4 separate regions of the Mus musculus genome follow, and all the other regions are linked to region 1. The links are chromatin contacts, called in public Hi-C, HiChIP or PLAC-seq and promoter capture Hi-C maps. All regions are on one chromosome and are shown on one strand. Each heading gives the region's core, a stretch centred on a gene start, on an enhancer-like site or on the middle of the called end of the contact. The rest is flanking DNA. Distances are from core to core; before and after follow the strand shown. Region 1 holds the start of Ptpn22 (protein tyrosine phosphatase, non-receptor type 22 (lymphoid)). Region 2 holds the start of Lrig2 (leucine-rich repeats and immunoglobulin-like domains 2). Region 3 has its middle 33 kb from the start of Gm38412. Region 4 holds the start of Trim33 (tripartite motif-containing 33).

The links. Promoter capture Hi-C pulls out the DNA fragments that hold promoters and counts their contacts. A called contact is a pair of places that touch in the nucleus more often than the background predicts. HiChIP or PLAC-seq counts read pairs in DNA pulled down with a chosen protein or histone mark.
Region 2: a Hi-C map of Th1 cells shows a contact between it and region 1, with 6 times the contacts expected there. The contact joins the promoter of Lrig2 here to the promoter of Ptpn22 in region 1. A contact is called at or near these places in 5 of 39 promoter capture datasets (the C10 cell line, the HPC-7 cell line, hematopoietic stem and progenitor cells and 1 more), 2 of 484 Hi-C or Micro-C datasets (CD4 T cells and Th1 cells), 10 of 115 datasets of contacts at active chromatin or transcription factors (the 230-238 cell line, the SCID.adh cell line, astrocytes and 6 more) and 2 of 9 other capture datasets (embryonic stem cells and pancreatic islet).
Region 3: a contact with region 1 is called in an H3K27ac HiChIP or PLAC-seq map of T-cell acute lymphoblastic leukemia, with 8 times the contacts expected there. The contact joins the enhancer-like site here to the promoter of Ptpn22 in region 1. A contact is called at or near these places in 7 of 39 promoter capture datasets (the 3T3-L1 cell line, the C10 cell line, the HPC-7 cell line and 4 more), 2 of 15 datasets of contacts at CTCF or cohesin (large pre-B cells and pro-B cells), 5 of 484 Hi-C or Micro-C datasets (the Ba/F3 cell line, the HL-1 cell line, cerebral cortex and 1 more), 8 of 115 datasets of contacts at active chromatin or transcription factors (the SCID.adh cell line, T-cell acute lymphoblastic leukemia, astrocytes and 5 more) and 1 of 9 other capture datasets (embryonic stem cells).
Region 4: a contact with region 1 is called in a promoter capture Hi-C map of pre-B cells, with 2.4 times the contacts expected there. The contact joins the promoter of Trim33 here to the promoter of Ptpn22 in region 1. A contact is called at or near these places in 4 of 39 promoter capture datasets (cranial neural crest, liver, neutrophils and 1 more) and 1 of 115 datasets of contacts at active chromatin or transcription factors (memory CD8 T cells).

Annotation. Positions count from the first base shown.
Region 1 is chr3:103,858,886-103,861,790 of GRCm38.p6, reverse strand. It overlaps Ptpn22 (protein tyrosine phosphatase, non-receptor type 22 (lymphoid)), which reads right to left and starts at 1,514. Exons shown (of 21, transcript NM_008979.2): 1 at 1,301-1,514. The coding sequence starts at 1,387.
Region 2 is chr3:104,510,426-104,513,330 of GRCm38.p6, reverse strand. It overlaps Lrig2 (leucine-rich repeats and immunoglobulin-like domains 2), which reads left to right and starts at 1,413. Exons shown (of 18, transcript NM_001025067.2): 1 at 1,413-1,875. The coding sequence starts at 1,640.
Region 3 is chr3:104,440,644-104,443,548 of GRCm38.p6, reverse strand. No RefSeq gene overlaps it. Among named protein-coding and RNA genes, the nearest start is that of Gm38412, 33 kb to the right of the region's middle. Within about 2 kb of position 1,433, at least 210 of the 459 cell types and tissues checked have an H3K27ac peak or open chromatin away from gene starts, as enhancers often do. A contact at or near this core is called in the Ba/F3 cell line, the HL-1 cell line, the SCID.adh cell line and 7 more, where this site is marked.
Region 4 is chr3:103,277,774-103,280,678 of GRCm38.p6, reverse strand. It overlaps Trim33 (tripartite motif-containing 33), which reads right to left and starts at 1,386. Exons shown (of 20, transcript NM_053170.3): 1 at 233-1,386. The coding sequence starts at 800.

The DNA of each region.
Region 1 (2,905 bases), core at 265-2,764:
GAAACAAAGTTGGTACATAGTAAGTGCTCCTAAATGATCCCTTTTCTGAGACACGGTCCCTCTCAGTCGCCTGGGCGAGCCTTGAACTCAAGATTTAACCCACCTCAGCCTTCCAAGTAACTGGGTCTCTGGGTGCCTCCAAAACACCTTGTTCTCATTTAATTATTATAATTAATGATATAATCATCACAATAATCCAAAATGAGATAGATAGGACATAAATTATTATCCTCATTTTTTTAACCTAGAAAACAAAGAGTTAGGGTGATTTGGGAACACGTTAAATATTTGATAATTTGAATGATGACCATGTCGATGTTCTTTATTTTTCTCAATTCAAAGCTGAAGGGCTAAGGCTTAACATTCTTACAGTTCTGAAATACCAATTAGAAGCTTTTAGAACACAGCAGGTTGGTGTGGTCGTACATGCCTTTGATCCCAGTGAGGCAGAGGCAGGAGGATCTTTTAAGTTCAAGGCCAAACCTGATCTACATAGTGAGCTCTAGGCCAGACAGAGCTACATACTGATACAAACAAACAAACAAACAAACAAACACTAAGCAAAAACCAAAAGCATGACAGGTGTGTCAAATACCATGTTATCTGATGTGCCTGACAGGGATGGAAAATGGGCCGCCCAGCTTTTGTTACACTGTTAACTATGGCTCCCTCTAAGTGGATTTGAGTTCTGGATAATCAAGTCCACCTGCTCCCAGGCTACCTTGCTCTCCATGTCTCTCACGTGTCTCTACTCCCCACTCTCCCTAGCCCACTTCTCCAGACAATATAAGTTAAAGAAGCCCAGCTATTGTTAAAAAGGAAAATGCCTATTCTAATAATCAACTTGTTTTCAAAGGGATAGGAGAAAAAGTGGCAAAATGAGAGTTTTTGGTGTTTTTCAAACCCCTGTTATCCCAATGATAGCCTATAGGGAAGCTAAAAATAACACGTAACATGAAAAGCTACTCTTATTAGTAATCTGAAGCATATGTCACAATGCAAATGCTTTCTGCAGATGTTCAGAAAGCATTAATATCCATACACCTGTCTATACCTTCTGTAGGACCATTAAGCTCAAAAGAACAAGCAAACCCAACATTAAAACCAGCCTACCTGGAGAAAACCCTGAGCACAGACACAACAAAGCCCAGAGAGGTTATGTTCTTAGGTCGCCTTCCTCCCTTCCACTCCAAACTCCATGGTCGTGTTATCCCTACAGCAATTGCGTCTAGGCAAACTGGGCCACCACAGACTGCTACACAGTTTATCTAAGAACTCTTCAGAGCATTCCAGAACTCACCAGAAATTCACTGGCAAACTCCTCACTGTTGAGTTTCTTTTTCTGGGCTTCTTTCAGTAGTTGCTGCAGAATTTCTCTTTGGTCCATGCCGCAGAGCAAGAGTCTGTGAGTAGGTTAAGGGAGGGCATGTCAAATATGTGTCATGGCCAAGGCAGCACCAAGAAGCCACTGCTGCTGCAGGAGCACAGCGTGCTGGAGGCTGTGGTTTACTGACTTCATCACAAGCCCTAGAGGAAATTAGTACAAAACTAGCTTCTGTGGTCACACAACAAAGCCATCATCTCCCTGCAGGGCCCTAGCGCCTTCCTTTCTCAACAAAGAAACTTGGCTACTGTTCAAATGTAACAAACAAGAGGCTAACCAGAACACAAACTGTGGTCTGCTTAGCTCAGAGACTGTTCCACGCTGTCAGTCTCAGACAGCACTCAGTTCTTCCATTCCCAGAAGAAAGGCAGAAAGTACAGCACTAACCTGTGAGTTCAGCTTTTCACATCCCAGTGAGCAGAAAGGCCTGGGTGACGCCCACCTATGCCCTGCTGCAGGAGAGGAGACAAACACTGGAGTTACCTATCTCCGACCCGGACCATTATCCCCAAAGTCTCCTATAGATATGATCATGGCAGACCTCTGCTCATCAAGCGGGCATTTTGTTTCAGAATTTGTCAAGCTTCCATTATAAACCTCACGTTTTTCTTTTAGAGGAAGCAAAGTCCACTGCTTCTGATGGTCCATCTCACCCGTGACTGGGGAAGTACTGGCCCTCATTAAGGGAAGTGTTGGTCTCTGTACTTCTTCAGACCTCCAGTAGCTTTGCAAACACTGAGAGTACAGCTCTACACAGGATGGGAAGCACCGGGGAGGCAGTTAGCACAATATCCCCAGAACGCACTGCTAGCAAACAGCGAAAGGACAAAACGGAACTAAAGCTAAAATATTGCTTGCTGAGAACCATACAGATTCTATCTAGGTCAGCCTGTCTGGAGAGAATTGAGGAGAGGTGGTGCAGTCCCAGCTCCTCAGGACTGTCCCCAGCTGCAAGATCACTTGAGTCTCAGAGTTTGAGACACCTGAGAAACAAAGTGAGCGCTCTCTCTCTCTCTCTCTCTCTCTCTCTCAGAAGGGGAGGGAGGAAGAATGAAAGAGGCTGAAGAATTCATGAAGACATGTTGACATTTTGATCCTACAGAGCCTATCTCAGAAAAGATCGCGTTTCAGGGAGCCGTCCACATCTGTGGTATCAGTGCCTTAACAAGGCAGGTTATTCCAGAGAATGCTTCCACATCTCCGTTTGCATAAATCCTCTCTTCGATGGGCACAAATCCACTCAAGATCTAATTCAGTGTGAAAACCCTTGCAAATGAGGAAGTTCAGTAAACAGAATGTTACAAAATTAGTTTCAAGTTAAAAAAAAAAACTGGGAAAGGTGTAGTTTGGACTTCCTCTATTAAGATATTAGCAACCCTTTCTGGTTTTACACTATTCAAACTCCCTTCAGAAAATCATGATTTTGAACACAAAACACGCTGCACCCTCTTCATTGAACCCTTGGCAGGCAATTTGAAGTTAGTATTTCACATAAAGAATTTCAAATGTAGTTCACACAAA
Region 2 (2,905 bases), core at 164-2,663, 650 kb before region 1:
GTGTACATTTTTGATGAAGTCCAATATCTCTATCACTTTTCTGGCTTCACATTTTGCTTCAATGGTAATAAATAGTAGTTGCTGTTAGTTTTCATGGTCATGTTTACTGGGAGAAGAAGGGAGAAGAAGCTGAAGGAGACACCTTTCTAAAAGTCCTCTGCAGTAGACAAGCACACGAGGACAGTCAGAAAAGTAATTTTAACCCAAAGGCATGACATGGATGGAAATGGTGTGTGTGTGTGTGTGTGTGTGTGTGTGTGTGTGTGTGTGTGTGTAAGTGCCACAGGGTGCATATGGTGATCAGAGGACAGGGACTTGCAGGAGTCAGTTGTCTCATTCTACCATGTGGGGTCTGCGAATTCAACTTAGGTTGATACACTTGGTGGCAAAGCTATTATTGATGAAGCATCTTACCCACCCTGTTTTTCGTTTCTCCTCTTCTTTCATACAAAGCATACTATGCAGATGAGGCTGAACTGGGACTTGGGTTCTCCTGCCTCAAATTCCCAAGGAGTGCTCAGACTGCAGGCGTGCTGGTCCACACCTGGCTTGCAAAGTCTTTGAAAAGTATAGACACTATATGTCAGTGAACCATTACTGATATTTTCATTTTTACTCATTTTGTAGGTAACACACAGCGGAGAGATCACAAGGTAGCTAGATTCCGCTGTTCCCAGTAAGTCTTTTTACTTCAGGATAATTTCCTTCCAGTCTTCTTAACTTTGTTGATTGCTCAAAAACCTCAAACAGAAACCAGAAAACCCACATCCTCAAACCAACGTTTTATCTATTTGTCCCACTTGTTCTTCTGAAGATGAAACAATATTTTCCCAAATCGAGGAAAGAATTTTCTTTAGAGACAATTATTGAACTCCAGGCTACTGTAGAAGCCGGAGGTGTACTGACTAAATAGCGCCTCTGCCAATGGGAACTTGAAGTCCTTTCACAGTGACAGCGTGCCATGCTCCGGGAGAACCAACTGCCACATTTTTTCAGGGCAGGGAGTTCGGCCGCAGAGGCCGCCCTGGTTGGGCTCCGGAGACTGATGTGGTCGAAGTTAGGTTTAGATCGCGCACTTATTTGCAGCTGCTGCTTGGCATGCAGCCCTTGTGCCATTCCCTTCTGCAGGAGCCTACAGAATAGGTCTTTTTTCACTACTACTGCAGATCAACCGCAGTGAGGATTTGGCGTTTCGGGTTTCGCTTTTTCCATTCTATTTCAAGGCCCTAGTGCGCCCACAAGCGGAGGAATAGCTGCAGAACTGCAGAAGCAGCTCGGAAAAGGAGAAAGGGCCGCTGTAATGCTCGCCTCCTAGGGGGCGGGGCAATCGTAGGCCTCGCCTCTCTCAGAACCCAATTTCCGACGCAACCTCATCCCGGGGCTCCGATTGGCTGGCTGCTGAGCGTGAGTACGTTGCGTCGCGGGGCGGGGCGGACGAGCGGTGTCTGTCAGGGTTTCAGCTCTACGCCCCCGACCGCCGCCCCCTCCCCTGCGGTAGCGTCGTTTCCTCCTCTCGCCCGCTCTGAGAGGGGACAAGTGACAGCCCGGGCTCCGGGTGGCGGTTTAGCCTCCGGGCATCTCTCCTCAGCCGACTCTCTGAGCTAGCTGCTGTTCTCGAGCGGGTCCCGGCCAGGGGAAGATGGCGGCCGCGCCCCGCGGCATCTGGGAGCAGCGGCGCCTGGGCTGTGGGTTGGGACCCCTCGCACGGTTGCTCATCCTTGCGCAGGCGCTGCGGCTGCTGCCCGCTGCCCGAGCCGGCCTGTGCCCGGCGCCCTGCGCCTGCCGTCTTCCTCTGCTGGACTGCAGTCGCAGGAAGCTGCCCGCGCCCAGCTGGAGGGCACTGTCGGGCCCGCTGCCCTCCGACATCTCCAGCCTGTGAGTAGAGGGTCCCAGGGCGCGGTCGCCACCGAGTTCGGAAGGGAGCTGCCTTATTGAGATTGTGAACTTTGAATGTTAGGGTTTCCCGGTACTCGTGGGAAGATAGGGGTTAAGATCTGGGGTCTGTGACGTTCCGGGCTGGAGATGTTTAATGTTGGACTCACGGGTCCTGAGCAGCACAGCTGAGACTCTGGATGGCTGTGGGTCGGGTCCAAGTGCAAAGCCCTCTTTGGGCTGCATCATTTTTTTTTTTTTTTTTTTTTAAAATTCCAGCTTGACTGGTCCTTGGGCACGTGATGCAAACACGATCTCTCCCAAAGATACAGGATCTCTCTTTTGTCCCCAGTTCTCCCATCGGCTCATTGTATGTTTCAGTTTTGATACTTGAGTTCTTGATAGGGTTGAAAACCTCTGCATGCCTAAGGAAGATCATTGCTGATCTCTAATGTTTTGTAAGAGCAGTTATTCTTTAGTAGTCAGTTTAAAGAGGGGAAAGATTTTTTTTCCCCAAATCACGATACTTTGTCTTCACTATGTTCCTTTGAGTTAAAGAACCTTCATTTCAGATCTCTTTGTTTATGTATGAGAATCCAGTGCAGTGATCGAGTGGATTCTCTAGCTCTGACTTTAAATCCTGACAAACTTGTATTAGCTAGTGGCATTTGGAGAGCTCACTGCTCTGAGTCAGTAGGCATTAAATAGAACAGTAGGTATTAAATGCTGCAATTATGAGACTTCTTAGCCACCAACATACAGTTATGTCTCTGCCACTAACTGATCAACGTGCTTATTAATTGACTTCTAGAGTTACCTCTGAAAAAGAGTTATCACTAAAAATAGTTTTGTGATATAATTAAAATACAAAGATTGGTTAGGTTCTTAATGGAAAAAGAATACAGGTAGAACATCTGTATTGCAGAGGTTAAGTATACATTTGCAGAACGTATTTATAGGTTAGCATAGATAGGAAAGAAGCTAATTCCTGTATTCATTGAGAAAATTAGTAACTGCTACAGTTACTATAGAA
Region 3 (2,905 bases), core at 184-2,683, 580 kb before region 1:
AGATGTGTAGCAGGCAAAGATTTTCTTACCATTCTCTAGGCGCTGGTGCTTGTTTTCTTTGCTGGACAGGAACGTCTTAGTTTCCTATACGTCTAGTTGTTGGTTGTTGGCAATGTGTGCTGTACAGTTGGAGCACTGTTGAGAAAGTTTCTTCTATGCCTGTGTCCTGAAGTGTTTTGCTTCAGGTCTGGCTCTAAGATCCACTTTGAGTTGATTTTGCACAGGGTTGGAGACGGGGGTCTTAGTCTTTCCTCTCCTTGTGGAAATCGTTTTCTCAGCACAGGTGTTTAGAGGTCTCTTTCCTCCAGTGTATGTTTTTGATACCTTTGTCCAAAGATAGAGAACTGTAGCTTTGTGGGGTGACTTCTGGGACCTCTGTTTGAGCCCCTTGATTGCCAGGGCCACTTTTTGAGCTAGTAACATGCTGTTTTTGTTACCATGATGCTGTAATATGGTTTGATATGGAATATTCCTGATAACTCTAGCATTTTCCACTTTCTGATAAGGATTTGCTTGAGATGTCAGGGTCTTTTGTCCTTGTAGGAAGCTAAACTGCTGGCCTACCAAAAGAATAAGTATAAAATTCTGAAAAAGAAAGCCCCCCCTTTCTCTGTGTTGTTTTGCTTGCTTGGTTACTTGCCTCCCTACCCAAAACAAAAAACAAACAAAACAAAACAAAAAAAAAAACCAAAAAACAAAAAAGGCAAAACAAGACAAAACCTTTCTCAGTTTGGAAGCCTGGTCCCCTTTTCTTTATGTTGAATACTCCCTATTTCCTGGGTCCATCTAGCTTAGAATTTCTTCAGGCTAAAATAACTTGGAGCTCAATTTAAACAATTATTTTTGTAGTCCCCGCCCCCCCCCCCCCCCCAGCCCCCAGCTACTTGTTGAGTAATCCAGGGTGTGTGTTCATGCCCAGGGCCAGGCAGCTGATTAAAAAACCTCTGCAGCATCCCAGGCTCTCCCGAGAAGGGGCCGGCTCACTGCCAAGCTCTCTACACAAGTTAGTCTAACCTGAATTTTGCAGTAGGGGGATGAAGAGGTTGGAATCCGAGATGCAGGGCAAACTGCAGTTTTCCCCTCACGTGTGCTCTTCAGATCCAGATATTAGAATTTAAGAAAGGCAGTGACAAGATCACTGTGGCTCTAATCCTGTCCCTTTAAGAAGCCTGTCATTTAACTCTTGAATACCCCATCAGCAATAGATAAAGGGCGGGTGAAGAAACTGTTGAGGCTCTTTCAAAAGGCGCCTTTTTGTTCCAAGGCATCTTCTTGTTTCCTTCTGTGGAGGCTCTACTACACAGCGGTTTGAACGAGAACTGGCCTCCAGGTGGCGCTTCAGCACAGAGAATGGCGGCAGAGGGCGCTACCCAGGCCACCATTGCTCAGGGATACCCTTACGTAAGGGGATTCACAGGAAATCCGGCTTCTCCGGTTGCACAATGGCGAGAGGCCTGGCCTTTGTCATGGCTCAGGCTGTAACTCAAAATCTGTACGGGGCGGTGCATGGCTCAAAAGTTCTAGAACGCTGCCAGGATGAAGCCCAGGGCAGCTTGGCCTGTTGGGAGGGAGAGGCCAGAGCTCCAGGCTTTGTCCTCGGAGGCCGGAGTCTTGTTCTGGGCTCCTAGCCCAGGATGAGCTCGCAGCTTGGCCCTCAGAGGTCTTCATTTTGATCCAAGGCTGCAGTCTTGCCCGTGTCCTCTCTCTTCCTTGAATCGTTTCCCTTCCCCCTCCTCTTCTCACCCTCTCTCCACACCCCATTCTCACCTTATGCTTTTTTACAAATTGATTGTCCTGTGTGATCTCATTTGCAGCTCCCACTTCCAGGGTAAAGGAGCAGGTTTGGGGCCATCCCTCAGTCCACGGAGAAGGTCCCTCCCATGCTTGTCACCACTAGCAAATACTGAGCGGCTTGGGCAAACATTGAATTCAACTTGGTGGTTCGAGAGCTTGGCACTGAGGAGTGCTCAGAACCATTTCCAGCATGAAGAAATATTTACAGACGGAAGCTGGGTGGAAGAGCAGTGTGTCCCAGGACTGCATTCTAGAGGTCAGGACCCCAGATACTAGAGCCACCGCGAAGCACTAGTTACAGCAGTTAATGTCTAAAGGGAGAAGAACAGCGGCACGCAGAAACCCGGGGACCCAGTCTCGGTGCTTGGCAGACACTATGAAACTTCTCCAGGTTCGGCCCTGGAGTACCTGTCTATAAGGGGACAAGTGACAATATGGTCGAAACAGAATGAATGGTGTGTATGAGAGCTCGTTTAAAGCATGGGGTGGATAGGCATTCTGACTTATCAAAAGCCGCCTTTCCTCACTGAGAATGCCCTGGGGCAGGGAGTGTCCTTGTAGCTTTTACCTATTCTGCCCCCATTGGATATCCGGCCAGCCCTTTCCTTGGTTTTTGTTTGAATGTGCGTGCTTCAGGCATTTGGGACTTGAGGCAGACTGACTAACTCGGTTCCAGTCCCAACTCTACCTTTTACTTGCTGGCTGGTGCTGCATGGGTCATTTAGCCCCTTTATGCCTGCTTCATATCTGTTTGAGTGGTAATATGATAACAACAGTATTAACTACAATTTTAGGAGCTGATACACAGACAAATGTGTGTGTGCGCGCAGGCGACCACTGAGGCCCCTCCCCATGTCTCAGCTGTCTCTCTCTAGTTATCCTGTACTGGAGAACTGGTTTGGTTCACACTGGGGTGGGTGTGGGGGGGTCTCATCAAAATTGTGTAAGATTCCCTCAGATCAGCTGCCAGACTCTTGGCTCTCTCCCATTCAGTTACAACGTTCTCATGGTCTAAGTGAGAGAGGAAACCACTAGAAACAGATGGGTTTTGTGTTGTTTTTCTGACAGAGGCACTGGCATCTTCATCTTCAGCCTCTCCAGGGGTCCAGCG
Region 4 (2,905 bases), core at 137-2,636, 580 kb after region 1:
CACCCTCTGCAGAAGCGCCTCAAACCTCCCTCTCAGCATCCCCTCCCCCAGCCCCTCGCAGCCGGCACCCCTCCCTTCTCTCTCCCCATATCTCCGGCGGTGCAGCTTCTCTGGTAACCGTCCCCGGGGCCGTAGCTTTCGTCTCGGAGACCTCTCTGCACTGCACCGTCCGAGCACCCTCGGCACCCCAAGCCGCCACACCAGATTCTCCCGGGTGCGGCCTGCTGCTCACCTTGCTGGACGTCACCGTTGCTGCCCCCAGGGATGGGCACGCTGAGCTGGCGCTCCGGCTCCGGCAGACAGCGCAGGCAGAAGGAGTGCAGGCAGGGGAGCAGCTTGGGCTCCGCCTCGCGCCGGCTCTGCAAGCTCTGCTGACACACCGCGCAGGTGTCCAGAAGCGAGGCTGGTGGTCCGAGAGGTGGCCCCGACGAGGAACCAGGAGCCGGGGCGGGAGCGGGGGCCGGGGCCGGGGCCGGGGCCGGGGCCGGGGCTGGGGCAGCAGCTGGAGCCGGCGTCGATGCCGCGCCTCCGGGGACCGCGGAGCCCACTGAGGCCGCGGGGACCGAGGCGGCCGGGGCCGAGCTTGAGGAGGCCGCGGCCACCCCCCCGTCGTCGGGCCCAGCCGCACCGCCCTCCGCGCCAGCCCTGCCGCCTTCCTCCTCCTCCTCCTCCACCAGCACCGCGGCGAGAGGCGGCTCCGCCTCCTGCGCCGTGGGCCCGGCGGCCCCGGCGGTTACCGGCGCGCTACCGCTGCCCCCGCCGCCACTCTCTGCCTCACCGCCGCCTTTGTTTTCCGCCATGTTTTCCTCTTTGAACCCGCCGGACCGCCCCGCGCCGCCCGCCGCTCGCGCCGCCGCCGCCGCCCCCAGCCTCAGCCGCAGCCACAGCAAGAGCGGCCGCCGAGAGCGAGCGAAGTAGCGAGCGAGCGAGCGAGCGAACGCACGAGAGCGCGCGCGCACGCGGCGCCCCCGCCCTCGCGTCGCGGGGCGGGAGGGGTGGGCACGCGCACGTACGCACCGACGTCCTCCGGAGGGAGGCGGGAACTCCGGCCGCGCGCGCTCGCGGGACAGACCGCGATGCAGCTCCGCGCCTCGGTGTGGTCTGTTGCCACCCGGCTGGAGTTGTGTAGCTCGGTAGGAGCTGGTGGAACTGGGTCTCTATGATGTGGCTGCTAGCGCCGAAGCCGCGGTGGTGCGGGAAGAAGGGAGGGAAAACATGCAGGAGTAGGAGGCCGGCTTGCGTTCGCCCCCGAGCGAGCGTCTCCACGGCGACGCCATCCCCAGCGACGGGCGCGCCACCGCGGAAGCTTCACCTGTCGCGCGCTTGGTCGCGGAGGCCTCCTACCGAGGAGGTGCGGACCACCTGGGTCTTCGCTGGGTGTTGCTGGACCGCGTTCTCTAGAGGGCTGTGACACCCGAGAGCGGCTGCGCAGAGTTCCCCCCACCACGTACACACACACCCCAAAAGTCTCCAGATATAGGCTCCTGCGGTGAGACAGAAGTCTTCTAATAGCTATTTTTAGCTTCTTAAGGTGATTCTCCAACGTTGCTACATACCTGAAAGCCAATCAAATGAGCTTTTTTCTAAACAGAGATGCCAGGGCCACACCCCAAAACAGAATCAGGAAGTTGAAAACCAGATGAATGTTGAAAAGTCCCTGCGGCTGATGTGCCAGTTTGGGAGACCATGTTTCTAACCAATATTATATCCCGAGAATCTCACTCGGCGTCCCCGGGTGGGCCAGCTGACTGTCCTCACCACCTCAATCTTAGAAGCTTTATGAAAGGGTTTTGTTTTGTTGGTATCGGGCCTCTCCGCCTCAGGCTGCCATCAGACCTTCATTTAGCCAGTGCTGCCAGAACAAGTGTAACTTGATATAGTGCCCACCTGTAGTCACCTGCAGGGAGACTGCTGAGTTCCTGGCCAGCTTAAGCATCAGGCTTCATAGGGAGACCTTGCCTCCAAAAAGAAATGGGGGAGGGGAAATGATGTAAGTGCAACAGCTGTTTTAATGTGAGTCTCACAAGCCCGTCCTAGACCGTAGTTATACAGGAAATTTATTTGGGTGAGTTTTTAAATTCACAGAAAAGCGTTTTTCATCAATTCCTTCAAAATCTCTTCTGACTTTCGTGTTAAGATAGAAACGTTGGGGTTCCTGCAGGAGAACAAAGAAACTCTCTGCCTTCAAGAAGTTGACAGTTTAGAGGATGAACATGGAGAGTATGTCGGGGGAAATGATAAATGCTTTGGAGTAAAAATAAGGCGAGTGTAAAGGATTTGTGCTGATTGAGCAAGGGCTCTGCTGATAAGGTGAAGAAACCTGGCTTGCACAAGAGTATTCCAGACAGGAGCAGGTGGCAAAAAACAAAGGGCCTAAGGCAAACAGAGACCCTGGAATTAGTGTGAGAGGAATGGCTTCAACAAGGAAAGGAAAAATAGGAGATAACACTTGTGGTCGTTTGAATAAAAATGGCCTCCATGTGGCCAGGCCTGGTGGCCCACGCCTTTAATCCCAGCACTCAGGAGGCAGAGGCAGGTGGATTTCTGAGTTCGAGGCCAGCCTGGTCTACAAAGTGAGTTCCAGGACAGCCAGGACTACACAGAGAAACCCTGTCTCAAAATAACCAAAAGAAAAAACAAAAACAAAGAATGGCCTCCATAGTTTCATTTATTTAAATGGTTGGTCACCTGGGAGCAGAACGGCTTGAAAGTATCAGGAGGAAGTATGTCACTGAGGTGTGCAAAGGTATGCAAAGAACACATTAACTTCCATATGCTTTGTCACTAAGTTCAAAAACCACAAGTATCAAAGAGAACAGGATTTCTGCATCTAATCATTATCTACCAGCTTTTCTGTATTTCCAGGACCACGGAGGAGGACATTGGTATTCCAGTAATAAATACA